Regions from separate parts of the Mus musculus genome. Here region 2 is linked to region 1. The links are chromatin contacts, called in public HiChIP or PLAC-seq maps. All regions are on one chromosome and are shown on one strand. The core of a region is the stretch at or near the end of the contact, and the rest is flanking DNA. Distances in the headings are between cores, read along the strand shown. Region 1 has its middle 160 kb from the start of Tex36. Region 2 has its middle 25 kb from the start of Tex36.

Region 1 (4,469 bases), core at 571-3,070:
CTTTGCTCCTGAACTGCAGCCTCAGCATCATCCATGGACCCTCTCTTTATCCAGTCTTCATCCTTGAGACAGAGTCTCAAGATGTAGCTCAGGCTGACCTCCTATACAGTATATTGCTCAGGCTAGCATTAAAGTCACGATCCTTCAATCCCAGGTTCCTGTGCTGTGACTCTAGGCATGCATATTTAGTTGTGTGTGTGTGTGTGTGTGTGTGTGTGTGTGTGTGTGTCTGTCTGTCTGTCTGTCTGTCTGTCTGTCTGTCTGTCTCATAGTGTGCATAAATTCAGGGCCAAAGGACATTTGGTGTCCTCTTCTGTTGCCTTAAGACTATCACTACCTTTGCTAGTCTCATTGCCCAGTGAGCTCCCAGGATCTATCCTTGTTTTGCCTCCAATTTCTAGGGTCACAGGCATACAGAGCTATGCCTGCTTTTTTGTGGGGGCTGGGGATTCAATTTCAGGTTCCCCGGCTCACACAGCAAGCATTCTTACCCACTGAGCTGTCTCCACAGATGCTCTTCTGTTTTGTTTTAAAGAAACAACAACAAAATCTCTCTCTCTCTCTCTCTCTCTCTCTCTCTCTCTCTCTCTCTCTCTCTCTCTCTCTCTCTCGGTGTTATTGAAAATTCTTCTTAAAAACTTATTTCTAGGATAAAATAAACACATTCAGTTTAGGAATAGCTGCCCAGGGTTTAAACAACCTGTGAAGGTTATATCGAGGTATCTTAAGGATAATTCCTGGGTATCTCTGCTCCCTGGCAGCCCCCTCTTGTTATCTGTCAGACTTATGCACTTACTAAAGTCTCAGCTGTTCTGAACCAAAAAGGTAAAAAAGAACTTTCTAGGAAAGCAAAAGGCCATGCCTTGATTAAGGTAGACAAGACCCACTGACTGTTGCAAGCAGTCTGCTCATTTTATTCTTGTCACTGGCTGGGAACAACGGCCATTGAAGGTGCCTTCTATACCCTGGCTCCTTTGATGTCTTTATTCAGACCTCTTGTTTACCACATAAGAACAGTTTGCTGGGTTCATCCACCTTTGTTCCAGTTTTCTTTGTTAAGAGCACGGGATCCTGCCTTTGGCCTTGTCCGAGAGTCCTCTGCTGAGTGTAAGATGATCCTTTCCCTGTGTTTTGAAAAGTTGTGCTCCAAAGATGTCCTGCTGTCCGGAGTGTAGCCACAGTTTCTCTAGATCACATGTCTCCTTCTGGATGCAAAGTCTATTTATTCCTGTTATGATTCTTGAGGGGGGGGGAGCAAAGGTGATCTCTTTGGAGATGTGCAGAAAAACTGAGTGTTCCAATTTGTAACGATATAGTCAAGATGCTTAGAATGGTGATGGTCCCTGTCTGTTTTGTTCGGTTTCTCTCTGGAACAGGGGCCTGACTTCCTTTCTCCCCCTTGCTAAGCTGTTATTTGCTGGTGGGAGCTGGAAAGTGGTGCTGTTTAGCATGTAAATAAACCAACACTTTTTCCAGTAAATGGCTCTGCCCAGCATCATATGCCAGGAACTGCTTTCTGCACAATGAGGAATTCAATTCCTGTACTCCTTTCTCCCCCCTGTCCTTTCACAGAGGGAAAGGTGATCGTGCAATTATGGAAGTCCTTTTTGCTTTATAGTTTCCCCCAATTGCGCCCTAATTTCGCCGGTCTCCTCACAGACAGCATCTCCATTGTTAAATCAGAGTCGTATGGTGTTTTATGAATTAATCCACTTCCTGCAGTCCAGTGTTTAATAAATGATGTAAATGAAGGCTGTGGCTCTGAGGTCTATTTAAAGAGCTGTGCTTATGCTCCACGGTTCTGGCCAGATGAGTGGGCACATGCGTGTGCATTTTTATTTGAGCCGCACTGAAGCCGGTCATTATATTGTGAACGGCACAGAGCAGCTATACTGCGCTTTGAAGGCTCTTGTGCATCCGCCCATGTGATGATTGACGTCGGCTAGAACTCCGATGCAATGTTACACTATTTTAATTCTTTCCCAGGCAGTGTTATCTTTGATCACTTCCTATTCACTGGGAGAAACTCCATACAATTGCCATCCCACATCATGTTGTGGGGATCGTGCCAAAGCTCCCTGGAATTTAGCTGTTCAAGGCAATTTCCCTACCCTTGGGCTGCTCGTTAAAGGGATGTGGCTTCAAACTTTAATGAATAAGGTAGACTGAAAATTCCACTTTTCTTTCAAAGAGACTCTGGCTTCCTTTCTTCTTTCTTTCTTTTTAAAAGTGTTTTCTGCTGCTGATTTCTTTGTTTGACTGGAATTGATCCTCTCCCTGGGATAGCCGTGGCTGCAGTTCAACACGCGGAGCGGTTTCTAGTCACATTCTGTCTTTGCAATTCAAGTGTATAATTTTATCAAAGAATGCCATAAAAATATTTGGATTTTTCACTCAAAGCAAGGACACTGCTGCTGGTGTGTGCTATAGTGACCATCCCTAGCTTTAGTCCAGGGTGGAGCACTTCGTCTTCAAATATTCTGTTTTAGCAAACACCAAATCAGCCGTCTATTTACCCAGGCGATTGTAAGCCACCAAAGCTCACTAAAGAGCTGAGCAAGAAGGAGTTAAGTGGGAAAAATGGCAGGGTGCAACCAGTGTTTAGGAAAGGGCCTCCTTTCCAAAACCCAGCAGGAAAAAGCTCAGCCAAATTTGAATTCATTTCCCTCTTTAAAGGCGGGCATTAGCTGGAACCATGGCTCGGTTGGCAAAGTCCTGGCTATACAGTTCAGCTCCTCAGTAAAAGGCCAGGCTCGTCTAAACATCTATAATTCCAGCACTGCAGAAGCAGAGACAGGCTTTCTGGACAGCCAGGCTAGCCATGGAGGGCTCAGGGTCAATGAGTGTGCTGCTGCTGCTGCTGCTGCTGCTGCTGCTGCTGGTGGTGGTGGTGGTGGTGGTGGTGGTGGTGGTGGTGGTTTGATTTGTTTTGATTTGGGGATGTTCTGTTTGTTTATCAAGTTGACACAAACTAGGGTCATCTGGAAAGAGACAACCTGCCTTGAAAAAAATGCTTCCTCTGGATTGGCACATGAACAAGCCTATGGGGGCATTTTCTTGCTATGCAAGGGCCCAGCCCACTGTGTGCAATACCACACTGGCCAGGTGGTCCTGAAGTGTATAAGAAAGCAAGCTGATGAGGCTGGAGAGATGGCTCAGCAGCCAAGGACACTGGCTGCTCTTCCAGAGGACTGGGGTTTGATTCCCAGCACCCATATAATGGCTCCTAGTCATCTATAACTCCAGCCCCAGGGGATCAGGTGCCTTCTGGCTTCCTCGGGCAGGCTGAGTTAGCCATGGAGAGCAAGCCAGTACCAGCATTCCTTCATGGACACTGTCAGGGCCTGCGTCCAAGTTTCCTGCTTGAGTTCCTGCCCCCGACTTTCCTCCATGATGGACTGAAAGCCTTAAGTTGAAATAAACGCTTTCCTCCCTAAGCTGCTTTTGGTCATGGGGTTTATCACAGCAAGAGGAAGCAAAGCAAGCTAAGACAGTGAAAGACCTTGTCTTAAAGAAAATGTGATGGAGAGCCATTGAGACGAATACCCAGCACGGACTTCTGGCCTCCAAAGGCACACACGCACATGTGTACACATGCCTGAATACACAGACCACAATAGCTTTAAGTACCCTGCCATACCTGGAAAGAAAGAGAGAAAAGGGGGGGGGGGAAGAAAGGAAGGAGGGTTGGGGGGGGGGAAAGAAGGAAGGAAGGAAGGAAGGAAGGAAGGAAGGAAGGAAGGAAGGAAGGAAGGAAGGAAGGAGAGAGATGAAGGGGGAAGGAAGGAGAAGAAGGAAAAAAGAGAAGAAAGGAGGAAAGAGGAAAGGAGAGGGAGGGAGGAAGGAGGGAGGGAGGTAAAGAAGGAAGGAAGGAAGGAAGGAAGGAAGGAAGGAAGGAAGGAAAGAAGGCAGGCAGGCAGGCTTAAATTATGTTTGTTCTATTTTAATACTTCAAATACATCTAACATTTTCTTTCTGTTGCCGCTAGAATCAGGAGCAGAAAGCAGCCCTGAGAGGATGGGAGGGGGCGGGGTGATATTAAGTGGCATTCTGGAAGTCTGAGTCACACCTGGCGTTAGTGTGTCACCAGCAAGGGAGGGAAAGAACATGCTTCATGGTGAGCCTTGGACAGCTTTGCCAAGTCACACAGCAAAGGCCGGTGGCCCAGCTCCTGAGCTCTAGGGGATTCAGTCTCCTACCGACCAGAGGGGAGTCGGGCCTGGATCATCAATTAGAAATGAGGAGTAAACAATAGTGAAAAAATGAAAATAGGAAAAAAACAAACAAACAAACAAACAAACAAAGCCAGGCAGCAACCACAACCCAGCGCTAACTTGTGCTCACTCTGCACAGGATATGCTTCTAGTAAAATCAATTATTCTCTGTTATTTGAAACTCAAATTTAATGGGGCATCCTGCATTACATCTGACAACCACAGGCCTGGGATTTTTCTTTTTTTTCTTTTTTG
Region 2 (4,469 bases), core at 599-3,098, 140 kb before region 1:
TTTAAACATTTGGTGACTATTTAAAAATTATTTTTATTTAAACATTTTTTCACATAATATATTTTGGTCACATTTCCCTTTCCCTAACTCCTTTAGGTCCATCCCATCTTCCTACCTAACTTCATGCTCTCTCTCAAAGCAAAAGAGGAAAAACTTCAAAAACAAAAGAGAAATCAAAACAGACAAATTAAAAAAAATTAAATCAGTAAGACAAAAACAAAAGCCCAAACTAAATATCCCTTCCCCCAACACACACACACACACACCCAACACACACACACATACACACATACACCCAACACACACACATACACACATACAACACACACATACACACACACACATACCCAACACACACACACACATAAACACACACACATATACATACATACACACACATACACACACACACACACCCAACTCACACACACACACACACACATACCCAACTCACACACACATACACACACACATACACACCCAACACACACACATATACACACACATACCCAACACACACACACATACACACACACATACACACACACACACCCAACACACACACACACCCAACACACACACATACACACATACAACACACACATACCCAACACACACACATACACACACACATACACACACACATACACACACACATATACCTAACACACACACACACATACACACACATACACACACACACACACACACACACACAGTCCTTTTGTGATGGCCTGGGACATGGGGCCTACCTACTCTGTAGTATGGTTGATATATCCAGGGACACTCTGTTGGGGAAAGCTGATTTTCCCTTCCCCAGCAAGTATCAGTTGCAAGTAACTTCTTGGGAAGGGATGGGACAAGTGACCGGATTTTGAGCCCTTACTGAGTTTAGCACTGCTCTGGCCTCTGCACTACGAGGCTGAGCAACAACAGACCTCATCCAGACCAGAAGACCTGTCAGGGAGATGTAGCTGCCCCTAGGAAGAGCCAAGATATGAAGCTACGGAGGCTGCATCAGTGGGGATCAGGCGAGGATGCTTTGAAAGGTCATAATTATAATTTTATTAAGCTGTGATCAGGGAGAGAAGATAAATGTCATAGCAATGTGTTTAATATTGGATACATATTATATTACAGGATGATTATGAATTTGTGTTTCTTGTGTACGTTCAAATTTGGATATGTATGAGGGAAAAAGCTGAGTTTAATTTTTTATCTGCTGGATAAGGAATTGATTTTAATTCTTTCTCTGCTAATTAAAGGAAAATTAGAAAAACAAGCTACTTACTAAGGCACTAAATACATTTTGATTACTTATGGATATAAGCAGTTGTGCTGGCTTCATTTATTTATTTACTGAAAACCTAATGACAGATAAAATGAAGAATTAATAGTGTAATAGAGAGGGATAATGGAATTATTCAGCAAGCAGAATGAGGTCTACTGTTTTCCCACCTAGCAGCCAGAAACACAAAGCATTTGGTCTCAGGCAACTATAGGTAGCACGTGGCCCCTGCTTGAGTGGAACAAACTGCAGGGAAACTGGAGGGGCCAGGTGGGAGCAGCAGGTGTGGGCCTCAGGTGGGAGCAGCAGGTGGGGGCCTCAGGTGGGGCCTTCAGGTGGGGGCTTCAGGTGGGAGCAGCAGGTGGGGGCCTCAGGTGGGGCCTTCAGGTGGGGGCTTCAGGTGAGTTCAGTTCAGTGCACCTGAAGGAAGCCGAGAGCTGTGTCCTGCATGCAGCTGGGTGTGGTGGCTCTGATGGTTAACCTTTGCTGTCTTCTTGTTGGTTTAGAGTTACCAGAGTCACATCTTTGGGTGTGTCCTGTTTCCAGACCACCCTGAATGTGGGTGGTACCATCTCATAGCTGCAAGGCTATGAGGCCCGAAGAGGAAGGGGAAAGAGAACGGAATGTCAGTATTCATCGCTCTGCTTCTTACTGAGAATGCTGTGTGGCCAGCTGTTCACTTTCAAACCACAGCAGCATGGGCGGGGGATGGGGGGTTGGGACAGGATGAGCTATTAAGAGAGGGGAGGGACTCTGCATCAGGTGAAACCCTGATGAGTCTGAAGGAAGCCCAGCAGCAGTGGATCTAGATTTGTAGAGGATTTGAGGTCCTCTGGGATCTTAACTGGGCTTGGCAGATTAATAAAGGGGCTGGACAAAACTTCCCAGAAGGAAAGTGGAGATGAAGATGTGAGCAAGACAAAACTGGAGACAAGGCTATTTTCTCTGAGGTTTATTTTTACTTCTAAGGTAAGGGGATGTCTGCATGTGGGTGACCAAGGAGGCCTGGAGAGGACCTCAGATCCCTTGGAGATGGAGTTCTAAGCAGTTGTGAGCTGCCTGACATAGGTGGTGGGAAACAAACTGAAGTCCTCTGGAAAAGCGGCTTGTGCTGGTAACCAGTGAGCCAGCTCTCCAGTCCCAAGTGTGTGGGGGTGGAGGGGCTAAGACCTATGAAGCTGACTGTTCCTCAAGTGTCCTGAGGAGCCCAGCGTTCATTAGTGTCTGGGTCCCACTAGATCGGCCTAGCGAGATTCTGGAGGTGGGGATGCCCCAGTCTTTTATAGAAAGCTCCCCAGATGACCCCAGGGTCAGCCAGGACGGTGGGAAAACAAGTTCAAAGAAGTGAAAATCAGGAACAACAAAACAAAACAAAACGCAAAAACAAAAACAAAAACAAAACAAACTACACTCTCCTGCTTGTGGCAGCAGGAGCAATTAGGGAAACAGGCTGCCTAAACAGAGGCTGAATAGGTGGATGTGGTGACCATGGAGAGATCCACGCTATACAGCCTCAGAGAGGGAGGAACTACGGTGACACAGAAGCCTGGCGGGTGGGGGTGGGGAGTCTGAGGAACAGGTGCTAAGTGCAATAGAAGACTCAGAAAAATAGATGCTTTCATGTATTTAAAATAGTCAAATCCATAAAGCCAAAGGCTAGACTATTGGTTACTGCGTGCTAGGGAGGGAGGAAGGGAGTGGGGGTTAGTCAGCCACAGGTCAGAAATTTGGGTTGAGAAGAATAAGTTCCAGAGATGTTCTGTGGAACAAGGTGCCTATAGCCAATGCTGCTGTATTTCTCACTCTTAAAAGTTAGGAGGGAAGACCTCATGCTAAGTATTCTTGATACATGAGAGACCAGAGATTTTGTAGATGCTAGAAGTAAGTGAGAGGGCTATGCCTGGAGAGAGGAGGTGAGCGGAGAGGGGCAGATATGATTGATCACAATGTGTGCACTCACAGAGTAGGAATGCAGAGGTTAGAAAAGTCTTATGTGTGAATTAGTTTGGAAATTCCACGTAGATCCCAAAATTGAATATTGCTTGGTCATCCCATTAGAGAATCTGTACATTATAATCAATAATCGTCAGAAGAATCCCAGGAGTTCAGGATGCAGGTAGAATCTCTTGGTCTGGAAACGACGTGTGAGTGATGTGAGTGTAGACCTGGATGCCCAGAGAACAGGATGAAAGGAAACATCAGGCAGGTCCAGGAGATGCAGGGACTGTGATAGGACCAGGCTCTCAGGCCTGAGGACTCTGTATTCCCCTTTCTGCTGCACTGATGATGCTAGTCACAGCACTTGCATTGTCACAGGTATGACTTAAAGAGCATTCTAGAACGTATGTGTCTGGGACGGTGATGAAGGCTGATATTATTAGCTCACTGGTTGAAGAGTGAAGCTTTGATCCCCAGCCATCACACACTACCTTTGTGATCATGAGCAGTCTTCTAAAGCTTGGTTATTTATAAGGCTTACCTGTTAGCATTAAGGGTTAGATGAGAAAAATTCATCTGAAATGCTTTTTAGAGCACTAGATGCAGGGTTTAAGTTCTATACACAGGAATGGATTAGAGATGTAGCTCATTGATAGAGCACTTACCTGACATGCAGGAGGCTTAATGCCTAGCAGAACAAGAGAAAAACTAACAATAATCAAGAGGTCTGGGCTGGTGAGATGGCTCTGTTGGTAAAATGTTTGCTATGCAAGCCAAAGGAACTGGATTGGATGCCCAGAACTTACATTAAAAAGCCAGGTGTGATCCACACTTGGAATCCTTGCCTGAGGACGAAGAGGGGACAAGTGAGTCCCAGGGGATTGCTGGCTATCTGGTCTAGCATAACCAGTAGGCTCCAGGCCAGAGAGTCTGCCTCAAAAGAAAGTGGACAGCATTTGAGTAATAGCATTTGAAGTTGTCCTCAGGCCTATATACTCATGGGTGTGCACTCTCCCACATGAACATACATGTGTTTGTACACACACACACACACACACACACACGTGCATCAATGAGGCTGATCTCTCAATGACTCCATACTTGATAGAGGAGCAATGGGAGGGTGCACACTTGTCAAGACTCTTTGCTGTTAAATTTTCCACAAGTCAGGTTCTGATATTCCAATATGCCAACATTATTTTCTGCTGCAGAGAAGCAAGGAGTGTCAATTATGTGGGTGGTG

Evidence for each region. HiChIP or PLAC-seq counts read pairs in DNA pulled down with a chosen protein or histone mark.
Region 2: a contact with region 1 is called in an H3K27ac HiChIP or PLAC-seq map of embryonic stem cells, with 4 times the contacts expected there. The contact joins two enhancer-like sites. A contact is called at or near these places in 2 of 115 datasets of contacts at active chromatin or transcription factors (both in embryonic stem cells) and 1 of 9 other capture datasets (embryonic stem cells).

The regions. Positions count from the first base shown.
Region 1 is chr7:133,438,437-133,442,905 of GRCm38.p6, reverse strand. No RefSeq gene overlaps it. Among named protein-coding and RNA genes, the nearest start is that of Tex36, 160 kb to the left of the region's middle. Within about 2 kb of position 1,820, at least 28 of the 459 cell types and tissues checked have an H3K27ac peak or open chromatin away from gene starts, as enhancers often do. A contact at or near this core is called in embryonic stem cells, where this site is marked.
Region 2 is chr7:133,574,495-133,578,963 of GRCm38.p6, reverse strand. No RefSeq gene overlaps it. Among named protein-coding and RNA genes, the nearest start is that of Tex36, 25 kb to the left of the region's middle. Within about 2 kb of position 1,848, at least 5 of the 459 cell types and tissues checked have an H3K27ac peak or open chromatin away from gene starts, as enhancers often do. A contact at or near this core is called in embryonic stem cells, where this site is marked.